Regions from separate parts of the Gossypium hirsutum genome. Here region 1 is linked to region 2. The links are chromatin contacts, called in public Hi-C maps. All regions are on one chromosome and are shown on one strand. Each heading gives the region's core, a stretch centred on a gene start, on an enhancer-like site or on the middle of the called end of the contact. The rest is flanking DNA. Distances are from core to core; before and after follow the strand shown.

What was found. Hi-C and Micro-C count contacts between places; a contact is called where the count stands out from the background.
Region 1: a Hi-C map of leaf shows a contact between it and region 2, with 3 times the contacts expected there. The contact joins the promoter of LOC107888727 here to the enhancer-like site in region 2. A contact is called at or near these places in 10 of 34 Hi-C or Micro-C datasets (leaf, petal and seedling).

What each region holds. Positions count from the first base shown.
Region 1 is chrA09:15,723,280-15,729,362 of Gossypium_hirsutum_v2.1, reverse strand. LOC107888727 (cytochrome c1-2, heme protein, mitochondrial) reads left to right here and starts at 1,434. Exons shown (of 8, transcript XM_016812914.2): 1 at 1,434-1,583; 2 at 1,986-2,069; 3 at 2,608-2,816; 4 at 3,047-3,326; 5 at 3,412-3,483; 6 at 3,942-4,058; 7 at 4,188-4,253; 8 at 4,339-4,722. The coding sequence starts at 1,461. The coding sequence ends at 4,455. LOC107888728 (kelch repeat-containing protein At3g27220) reads right to left here and starts at 489. Exons shown (of 7, transcript XM_016812916.2): 1 at 155-489; 2 at 1-62. The coding sequence starts at 388.
Region 2 is chrA09:15,191,705-15,198,124 of Gossypium_hirsutum_v2.1, reverse strand. No RefSeq gene overlaps it. Among protein-coding and RNA genes, the nearest start is that of LOC107888707, 16 kb to the right of the region's middle. Within about 2 kb of position 3,449, at least 7 of the 9 cell types and tissues checked have an H3K27ac peak or open chromatin away from gene starts, as enhancers often do. A contact at or near this core is called in leaf, where this site is marked.

The DNA of each region.
Region 1 (6,083 bases), core at 185-2,684, 530 kb before region 2:
GCCAAATCTGGTGCTGGTAAATCCGCAAATGTTGCTGATAAAAATCTCTTCTTTTTCCCAATCTAAAATTTTACAAAAAAAAAAACTATCACCAAAAGAAGAAATTTTTAAAGAGAGGGAAAGACAAAAAAAAAGAAGAAAAAAAACACAAAACCTTGTCGTCAACGTTTTGTTGTTGTTGAGAAACAAAGATACGAGGTTTTTGAGACACCCAATTGGATGCAAACCTAAGATATGAAGAGCTAAAAGAAGAAGAAGATGCCCAGAAGAGATCTATAATGCAAGCCAATCCCAAAAGACAAAAGAAGAAGAGAACAAATATAAATTTTGTCTGACTGTTGTTGCTCTTGCTTTGATGTTGATGGTGGTGATGTAGATTTTTGCCCATTTTTCTTTTTGCAGGTTCATAAGAGTATTGCTCATCTCCATTTATTTATTAGAACGTAAAGGAAATACAGGGGTTGGAGGAGAAAAAAGAAAGACAGCTTGAGACAGCAGTAACTTTGAACTCTGCTAAAAATGTTGGGCGCCAATGGTTTTTCATTGCCTTTTGAAGTTCACTAGTTCTTGGGTAAATTACATCTCATGTCCTAAATTATGCTTCAAATTTTACATTAGTCCTAAACTATAATACTCAAAGTATCAGTTAGGTACTTTTAGCATTTGGATAGCTTGGGAATCGTATGCCACTAGTATTTTAAAAATTAGGATAGTGGTTGAACGGTTTAAACTATGTTCAACATTCGATTTGATCAATCATATAAAAATAAATAATAAAAATATTCATAAAACATAAAAAGAATATATAAAATCCGTTCAACTGATTCAAATTGTTGACTTTTTGTTTTGACTTCCGATTTTTTATTAGTTTTGAGCAGTTCATTTAGAGGTCGATTCAACTTCTATATTTGAACTAATGTATCAATCAATTCGATTCAAATAATACTAAATATTGCATAAAAATTATATTTTTTATTAGATTCATGCATATTTAGCATCCAAATTAATAATTAGATTGACGAAACAACCTAATTGATACGATACTTATATTTTAAAAACTCAATTCCAACATTTTAAAATTTAGAACTTGTTTAAAACATGAATCATAATTTGAGGATGTACTGTGAAATTAATCCTTTACATTTATGTGTCTTCCGAGGTTGGAAATTCAAGGGCAATCCTCAGCTGTTGTTTTCATGATCGGTCGGTGGATGAAATGGGCTGTCTCTGCAAGAAAAAAAGGGGCCTGTCTGTTTTCCTTTTATTTATTTGTGGAGTCTCTCCTTTATGGGCTGGTTTTATTGCTGTCCACTACTTGGGTCTCATGTAACTGAAAAGACCAAACACAAGACCTGGCAGTTTTCAAGGCCATCCTAAAAGCCCAAAACCTTACTGTCTGTTGGTGGACACGCGACTCGACTAAATATCAGTCACTGTATTTTTTTTTCCTAATATAATTTATGCTGTTTTCTCTTATACTTTTCGTTTTGTTCCTTTGGATCTGTGAGGCAGCCGCCGGTTCCTTTGACCACCACCACCACCACCACCACCTCTCTGTGATCAACCTTCACTCTCTTTTTCAAGTTAGTTCTCTGTCTTATGCTCTCTTCACATCCTCTTTTAATCTTTGGGTTTGTTATTTTTATTATTTTTTCCTCCATAGTTGTTGGATCTGCCCCCAGATCCTCTATGTTAGGGTTTTCAAGTTCCTCCTTTTTTTCATTTTAAACTTTAACCTTTTTTTGGCTTCTTTATGCTATTCCTTAGATTGGGTTTACTGTTCTTTTTGTATTGTATGTTTATCCTTTGATTTTATGATTACCCAATTGTTTCAACACTGTTAGAGCTTTTCCTTTTTGGAGAATTTAATGATTATTTGACTGAAAAAAAGGAACCTTTATATGAATTCTCTTTTTAATCTCATTTGGTCCTCTCTTTTTTTTAACATTTTATTTGTAAATATACATTTGCTTATTAAGTTTCAGCTGAACTTTTCAGGGAAATTAGCTGAAATGGCTGGAGGATTAATCCACCAGGTTTTAAGGAGGAAATTTCAATCACAGTCTGCTGTAAGATTCTTTCCTAGTTTTCCTTCATTGATGTTAAACTTATACTTACCTAGGGAATGAGGTTATGAAGACCATGCAATCTACATGGTTCTTACTGGATTTTCTTAGATAATCTTGAAATATTTTGCTACATGGATTCTAGTATTTGTTAAATTTTAGCAAGTTTTCATTCATTGATCCTAGTTTTCTACTTTCCTCGAGATGAATTCTAACTTTTAAGGCAAGCTTTGTCCAATTGCGGTATATTTTCATCCTATATTCCTCTTACTTGGGTGCTAATGTCTGATATGCAAGTGTGCATTGACATGGGTATGATCGGATTTTTTAAATTTTTTCCATGTATTTGGAGTATATCCTTGGAGGTTTATCTTCATACTCAAGTGTCGGATATGAGTCTTGGACATGTGCACTTCATGAACAATGAAGAGTCAGAGCAAAAAAAGTTTTCATCTCTGAATAATAATGAAAAGTTTCTATAGGATCTAACCTGGAATGGTTTTCTCCCAGTTACCAATACTTGTTCTGTATTATTGCTCAGGTTCAAGCTTTATCATGGTTTTCATCAAGGAAAGTTAATGACGATGCGGGTTCTGCTGGTATGAGGACCGTTGCACTCCTTGGAGCTGGTGTTTCAGGTTTACTAGGTTTTGCAACAGTAGCATCTGCTGATGAGGCAGAACACGGTTTAGGAGTTCCAAATTATCCTTGGCCTCACGCAGGCATCCTCAGTTCATATGACCATGCTTCGTGAGTTTTATGCCTTTCCTTGCTCTTTTTTGTTATGTGCACAAAAACGAATAAACCTTACTTGAAAAGGAAAAAAGTTGTATATCAGTCTCAACATCCAATTGGAGAATTGGAGAAATCTATTTAGAATCTTGCAATATGGTTGTAATATTAGGTTAGCCATTGCCATACATATATTTTTACTTTTTGCTGCCAGTGTTAATGATGTGATATCAATCTTGCATGATCAGGATTCGTCGCGGTCACCAGGTTTACCAGCAAGTGTGTGCATCCTGCCACTCTATGTCCCTAATATCATACCGTGATTTGGTTGGTGTTGCGTATACGGAAGAGGAGACGAAGGCTATGGCAGCTGAGATTGAGGTGGTTGACGGTCCTAATGATGAGGGTGAGATGTTTACTCGTCCGGGTAAACTTAGTGACCGCTTTCCTCAGCCATATGCAAACGAACAAGCAGCTAGGTTTGCAAATGGAGGAGCTTATCCTCCAGATCTAAGTCTCATCACCAAAGTAATTCTCGCCTTGCTTTTTAGACCACTGTGGAAGTTATTGGTTATATATAAACTTAAGATATCATACTTGTTTATTTTTTCAGGCTCGTCATAATGGCCAGAACTATGTGTTTGCGCTTCTAACTGGTTACCGTGACCCTCCTGCTGGTGTTATGGTAAGTTCTGCTTTACACTATCTTCTGTGACATGAAATTTTGTTCTAATGTCCAATGTTGGAAACATTTAGCTTCTTCCAAAGATACTTTGTATTTATATATATTTTGCAATTGGGAGTATACAACGGAAGAGAGAATGTGGGTCTGAAGTTAGGATTAAGTTCTATAGCTCTTCGATTTGATCCATTTTAACTGCTGCTTTTCAATGTCTGTATTATGAAAACATACGTTTTAAATGCAAGGCCAATGCCTTCCTTTTGCTGTAACAGTTCAGAATTTAACCCTTCATTTCCCCTGATCCGCAGTTCTTTTCATTGTATAGCTTTTGTATGCATGCTTGTAGCACGTGCATGTACACTTTGTTGTTAATAGCTGGCTACAATTATCTAATATCAACTGAATATTTTTGGTTGAGGCTCAAGAATAATACCTAAAGTCTTCATTTTTCAATCGTGTAGATTCGTGAGGGGCTACACTATAACCCATACTTTCCAGGAGGAGCAATTGCCATGCCTAAAATGCTTATTGATGGTGCTGTAGAGTATGAAGATGGCACCCCTGCAACTGAAGCTCAGGTCTGTTTCTGCCCTTTCATTTCATTCATATTACCTTGCCTATGTGTTTGAGAACCCCCTTATGTATTTGCATTTCATATGGGATACATTTCTCACTCTTCTGTATTATTATTGTCATATGGTGCACAGATGGGGAAAGATGTGGTGACATTTTTGTCATGGGCGGCAGAACCAGAAATGGAAGAAAGGAAGCTGGTATGTATCATATCATAAATGATTCTTTAGTCTAAAGACCTTGTTTTAACAATTAGAGTTCTGATATTTCCATCATCGAATGCAGATGGGTTTTAAATGGATATTTGTATTGTCATTGGCTTTGCTTCAAGCTGCTTACTACCGACGCTTGAGGTGGTCGGTTCTCAAATCTCGCAGGCTGGTACTTGATGTTGTGAACTAGCCTCCTCCCCCTCAAGTTTCTCGCTTTTTGTGGATTTGATTCGGCAATAATTGCTTATCAGGATGTTCTAGGTTCTGCCATGACCAAAGTGGTGAGTAAGTCTTTTTTTTCAGAGTTGAGAAGAAATAAGCTGCTCGACACACATGCATTAAATATTTTTTTGGTTTAAGACTTGAATTTCATTTAGTTATCTTTTTGGATATGTTTGAATACTTGAATCACCGTTCTCAGTGCCGAGTAAGATGAATGGAATCGGTTAAACACAAAGCATTTGCAACCCTCTTCTTTTACTATATTTCTTTTGCTGAACTAGTTAATCATTGGAGTTTCTTTGCTGAAATAGTTTCTTTTACTATATTATTTATTCGAGTTGACTTGAAATTCGATTCTTTTTTTTTTAATTTTTTGAATTGATTCAAGTTTTGCTCACCCTTAACCTGTTTCTTGTTGTCGTGAGATACGAATTTCATTGCTTACAAAAGGTTTTTGATGCAAGTGAAGCATGCAAAATGCTTTCTTTTCCTTTTATTCCCCTTGTAGTGTCATCGTGGTGATTTCGTTATCACTTACGTACTGTATATTGTAAGTAATATTTTGGTAAGAGTCAATATTTTACAAAGAATCAAGTACTTTTGAGTCTAAGAATCCATATTATTGTATAAATTGAATTGGATCAATTTACGTTTGGGAATTTTTTGTGCGTGAATTTATTTAATGATGTTTTAATACAGAGAATAAGGTATCAAAAATAACAAAGATATATTTAAGTAGCATTTGTATTAAGAATTGTTTCAAATATTGTTAAATATTAATCATTATAATATTCTTAAATTTAGATTATGAGCCATATAATTTGATAATAAAAATAAATGCTTTATTTTACTAACAATTAACAAACGAAAAAAAGTAATTTTACTTGATTCGTAAGTACCCAATCTTCAAATTTTCAATTTTAATTCAATTAGTCTTCATGTTTTGGACTTTAACTCGTCTAAATATCTCCAAATAGTTAGTCTAATACTTTTGTTCTAAAACTTGTCAAATATAAAAATAGACAAGTAAAATAATGAAATAGTGTCTTAAGTTGTGGCCATTGTTTCGGCCATCGAAACAGCCACATAATTTTCCCTTATCTCCAAATGCGTCAACAATCTCCCCTTTAGTAAATTTTGAACAAACCATATATAGAGAAAAATAAAGTCATCATACAAATTCTCCCCCCTAAAGATCTCTCCTTTAAACAAATTATCTCAACTATCTCATCTCAAAGTAATATAACTATTAATGTAGGTATTAGCATAGTAAAGACAAAAATATAAACTTGTTAACGTGATCCAAAACATGCAAGGGTAGGAGTATAAAGTTACTGGATTGAGTGGACATTTGCACACAGAGTAGAAGAATTACCATACTAAATTGATGAGAATCGGAACCCTAAGTTTGTGGTTATTGTTGCCAAAAAAAAAACATACTTCACTACTTTTTTTTGTTCAATGATTGCAAATGGATCACTGAAGCTATTTGGCCATGATATCAAACTTCATGACCAATAGTTTACTGTTGTGTGTTTTGAGGTTATTGATCTACCTTTCATTGGTAGGAATTCCATTAAAAAGAAACTTTAGGAG
Region 2 (6,420 bases), core at 2,200-4,699:
CATGCCATTTCAGAGTTCAACCAAAAGTGTACCAAAAAGGGGCTTTGATAGTGTCGACGACTTCAACTTCGACAATCCCAAGTCCGATAGCTGACGAACCAAAATCTATAAAACAGAGAGTCAAAGAAACGGAGTAAGCATTTAATGCTTAGTAAGTTTTGAGCCATGAAATTAGACACAACTAAAGTATAGCATTCATATGGCTAAACGGATAATTTCATATGCTCAAATTCTCAATATCATACTTACCTCACATTACCAACCCTTATATTCATACACAAAAGATCAACTTAGCCAAAGGCCAGTAGCTCATTTATCGACTGAGCGAATACTATTTGTAAGGAATCAACCAATTCAATGCATATACGAAACATACCCATCATTGGGATTTTACGAGCGTATTAATTGAAATTATTACAGCAAGATCGCTTATTCCCAAGCCAAGTACCTTCGGGATTTAACCGGATATAGCTACTCGCTCAAATACCTTCGGGACATAGCCCGGATATAGTAACTCGCACCAATGCCTTCGAGACTTAGCCTGGATATAGTAACTCGCACAATTGCCTTCGGGACTTAGCCCGGATATAGTAACTCGCACAAATGCCTTCGGGACTTAGCCCGGAACTAGTAATTAGCGCAAATGCCTTCGGGACTTAGCCCGGTTATCGTCCGAATATTCATGCACATATCAATAAATCATGACACATCTATATTTCATTTTCATAATTAGAGTTCAAACACAAGTCACGTATTAAGCATTCCCATTTTCGGCTCACTAGCCACATACAAACAGCATGGTTTAGTTTGCTTTATGACACGATCTCTATGCACATACGGCTACCCGTCATACGTATAGACTAATTAACTCAACATATAATTCAAGTAGAATCATCATATCACCGTATATTTGTTATGCTCATACATCATGACTTAATCAATTCATAACTAAATCTCATTGCTCGAAAACTTGCCTCGGATGTTGTCGAACGATTTCGATGGCTATTCGACCACTTTTTCCTTCCCTTTATCGGATTTAGTTCCCCTTTGCTCTTGAGCTTAATTTAACAAATAAATTGATTTAATCATTTGAGCATCAATAGAGGAACTCAAGGTACTTAGCCCATATATATATACATTAGACATTAAAGTCACATACATATGAAATCTTGAATCAACTCAACATATTAGCCCACACTCTCTTTTAGCCGATTGTCTAAGCCAAGATAAAAGCATCAATATGCTTGCCTCTAACCGAATACATGCAACACCAATCTTCTTCATGTGGCCGAATATGCATGTCTATGTTGAGGCCGATTATATGCTTAATACTTCCTACAAGTATGGTTACTTGTATTGACTACATATCATTTTGTTTCAAGTTCAAAACTCGGCTAATATGCATATATACACTAGTAATCAAATACTAACATTTTGCACTTCACCTTACTGCCATTTCACATCTACTTTCTACCATGGCCGAATGCATCAAGACACCATACCATTCAATTTTGGTCATGGGTTACACAAAGAACTTAATGTCTAACTCAAAAATGCCAAAAAGAAAATCCAAGAGTCATCAATCACCATCACATGTATCATTACAAAGCTTCACACTTAGCATGCAAATGACATCAACACAAATCCACCTTAGCCGAAACTTGACTCATCTTCATGCCTCATCACCACAACATCAAACATCAACCAAGAAGACAACACCCATGGCCGAATATCACCTCCATCTCATAGCAAAGATTTAAACCATGGGCTAGGTAGAACTCAAACTAACAACTAAAAACATGCATGAATCTCATGGACAACATCAAACATACCTTAGTCTAGCAACCCACCATAGCCGATTTTCTCAAAGCTCTTCCCCCTTCTTCTCTTTCTCCCATTCGGCCAAGAACAACATGAGAACTTCTTCTTTTTTTTCAATTCACGGCAATGGGGGGGCAACCACACACATTTTTTTTTTGTCATCATTTACCTTTCCATTATTATTTTATTGCCCATACTCCTTATTTTATTTTTCCTAACATAAATCACTAACATAACATGTTTATGACATGTTTTGCCCATAACATTTTGTCTATCCTTAATGTCATGGCCGGCCACTACTTCTTAAGGGGGAAATTGACATGCAAGTCCACCGTTTTGATTTCATGCACTAATAGATCCTTATAGATCGACCTATCACATTTCAAAAGTGGCACACATAAGTCCTATTAGCTAAATTCACATGCAATTGACTAAATCGAAGCTTAAAACTTTCACACATTCATATTCACATATTTTAGACATTAATCATTATATTCAAATAATTTGGTGACTCGGTTTAGCGGTCCCGAAACCGCTTTCCGACTAGGGTCACTTTAGGGCTGTCACACATTATTATTTATTATATTCAACTTATTATGTGATTGATTTTTGTAGATTGATATAAATCTTCTTACGTAAGCAAGCCTCGAAATATTCTATATAATTGAGAAACTTATATAGATTTATGTACCTAGAATTTAGAGCACTAAATTTGTTCATGTGAGAAATCATATTTTTTGAGTGCATTTTGATTGTAAAACCTGTTGTGTTGTGGTTTTACAAGCTAATTAACCCAACGAATTTAGTGGTGAGGGTTGTAGTCTTCAAAGATACAAATGAGAAAATTGTCATGTGTGCGTGATAGATTTAGAATGATTGTGAAATAGTTTGAAAAATCGGTTAAGAAAACAATTATTTCAAGAACAATAGAAGTTTAAAAATTTTCTTTGAAACCGAGCTGTTGTGTTATTTATAGTATTAAACTTAATTGGAATATATCTATGCTTTGCACAAGGTAATTTAAAGTCGATCTCGACTTTCTATCGAATGATCTTCCCTATTATTCTCGAATTATGAATTGCCTCGAGTGTGGACTCTAACAACATAAACCAAATCATAGAATGAGAACTTTAACTTAACTTTCAATAGGAAAATTAATTTTCTCTTTAACCGAAAACTATGCATTTTTCTTAAAAAATTAGAATTTAGTCTGTGAAATAAATTTTCACTACTTTTTAACAGAACAATCACATTTATTCAATGTGCAAATAACTCAAAACATAATTCCTAATTATAAAGAATCAATATAAAAGTTATGTTCGAATAAAAGTCCGATTAAATAATAATATTCAATAAAAAAATACAACTTCTACTCAAATTAAGAGTATACGGGGCTTCATGTAAACACTAGAATTTGCCCGCTAGTTGGACTGATTTATCCGTCTGATCAACAACAAAAACCCCTCTGAACCAGGAAATGAAAAAAACTGGAGTTGAACTACAAATAAAAAACTCATAAAAAAACCAGTCAGACCAGTTTTTGAAAAATGGGCTAGTTTAGAGTGGGATATTGGCCCAATGGCCAAAAGCCCAGTAACAAGTCAACCCAAAGAAAAAAAAATTTAAAGAAACCCTCACCCCCAAACCTTCAGTCCTTCGCCCTCAGCCTTCCACCGTTTGTCCTATATCTGCTTTACCCTTCAGCCATCGTTTCTGTTTGTTCTGCTATCGAGATCTGCTTCTTCCACTGTCCCTGCTGCCGTCAGCCACCGAGATGAGATCTCGTTCTCTTTTTTTTTGTTTTTTTACTCTATTTATCTTCTGGCTTTAGGGTTTTATCTTTTATGAGTTATTATTGTTAAGATTATTAATAACAGATGAATTCCAATAAAATATATTTATTAAAAGCCAAAATAAATAGATATTTTTTAATAATTTCATTATATCTATTTTTTTAACATAATTGTGTCTATTATCAATAAAAGAACTGTACAACATTTAATATAATTAAAAGAATGTTAAGCAAATAAAAAGGAAAACGGGAAGAGATCTGACTTTTTACTCTATATTTTTCAGATTTTTTTATTTTAAAATTGATTATTATATATTGAATAATAATAATAAAACTCTCTAAAAATTTCAACACAATGGGACTATGTATTAAGGACATAAACAACAAAAAATTAATGTTCAATAAAACAAAAACATACCTGCTCCGTTTCTTCAAAACACCCTCTCTACAAGATAAACTATCAACAAAAATTAAATTAATATCGTTTCTGTTATTTACATTTAAATTAAAAAAATAAGAAAAAAAATGTTTAAAAGAAATAGAATCATACATATCTTTCTTTCAAACACACCCTTTATACAAAATAAAAAAAACCAATTAAATCAACAAAACCATTTGTAAAATAAATAAAAATAAAAATAACTACACAATAAAATATTAGTGCTGGCTCTCTCACACCCTCCACTTTTAAAAAATATATATTTAAAAAAAAACATATCATTGCGTAATGATGTTTTAATGATTATGTAAAAAAAAATTTGGGTGTCGCCTCCTCCATGCCCTCCACCTCTTGGTATTATTATAAATACCATTTAGGTATTTATTTTTATTTTTGTCCAAAAATAAAAAATAAATGTGACAGGTGATAAAAACAATTTAACTATGGTTGTTATAATTAGTGGCTAAGCATGACTATCTCCATTAACTCATTCTATTTAGTTTCACCAAAATTAAAATTATGAATTAAGTATATCTAAGAGTGAGAAACGGGAACTGTAATGATCCAATCACCCTATTTCATGAATCCAGCTAATTGAATTTTTTAAATTGAGATTTAGCAAAAAGAATTATTTAAGTATTTTGTAAATTAATGAGTAGGGACTATATTGAAAGGGAGCTAAAATTTAAGGATTGGGTAAAGTATTAAACCAAGGACCTAAGCATAATTAACCACTATTAAAAGCAAGCTTAGTGGATAAGCTCGATTCTATCCATCAATTTAGACTAAGTATGTGGGCATTAAAGGATTATTGAATTTAATTATAAAAGATGAAAGAATTGGTTCATCTTTCTGTTCCCCAAAAGAAAGAGAAAAAGAAATCTTGATCATCTTATTCTCCATGCATCGAGCTCCCACCAGGAAAGTAAGTCTAGATTATGGTTCAATATATGTTAAGATTGAAAGGAGAAATGCTTGGGAAAGTACTACGGATTGTTGATAAAGATGAGTTTAAAGTGATTGAAATAAGCTAGGCGTGGAATTAGATTGAAGCTTTGATTAAAAGTATTCATGACACAATTGCTGCATGTGTTGAGGACAATAATGTAAGAAATGAAAGCTGTTGAAATTTATGGTTATGTAATGATAGTTGGAGGTCCCTAGAAAATAATTGTGAAATTCGATGCTAAATATCGAGATATACGAGCAATTCAGATAATTAGATTAAAAAAGGATTTTTTTTTTTTGTAAAGGATGTAATTTTGCTTGATTGTTGGTTGTACTTTTGTTAATTATAAAATAATATCATTTTTATAATCGTATTATCGTACATAGTTAATGATGAGGTTGAATCATTGAGTGTCAATAGCAAAGGTGAACAATGGATAGCAAAATTGGTTTGTGCTTTTATAGTTCAATTTCAATAACTTGTTCGTAGTCTAGTAGTTATAATCGAATATAAAGTATTTGCCGATGTAATCGTATCTTTTCCCAGACATGACATGATGAATTGGATGTAGTGATTGTTGGAATCAACCTCGAATGCTTGAATTGTAATATATATATATGTGTGTGTGAATATATGTTTGATACAGATGTATATATGTAGTATTGAGATTTTAATATCTATTGAATTGTGTTATGATGGTGATAAATATGATCATGCCTCGTTTAACAATGTTAGATATAGCTCGAGTATAGTTAGCATGTCACAGGGTCGCTGATATTATGATTTATAGATCTAATTCCTTGAGGGTCGTGAACAAATACTAAAAGCCATCATTACTGGACAATCCGAGATGACAGAATAAAATGATCTCAATTTCCAAAGGGTAGTGGAATCATTCATTATATAAATCCAAGTATTTGTCCTAAAGTTTATCTTCAAATATATTATAAAACAAAATTATGATTTATCGCAATGAACATTAATTGATAAATTTTAGAAATTTAAAAATTAAGGAATATGTGAATAAATAATAAACAAATACACAGTGTATACATATGAAAGTAGTGGAAAAATATTTGTCATAATATCTTAAAAGTGATATGAATCCTTGAAAGATTGGTATGAAATCATATGATGAGGTTGTAATTTTATTCAACTTTAAGTATTTTTAACTATTGATTGTATGATGAAAAATGAAAGAATAAAGTAGTGATATGAGCGGCCTAACCCAATTAAAGGTCCATGATGGAGATGGACTTAGTTTCCCTCAAGACCCAATCATGAGATTCAAATCAAGTAGTTGAAGTCAAAACTCAATTTATTCGTTCAAAATTTTATTACGAAAAATTTCCGAGAAGAAGAGTTGAAGCTTCAAGACGATGGACTTTAGAGTTTAATACGGAATAAGGATGAATTAGA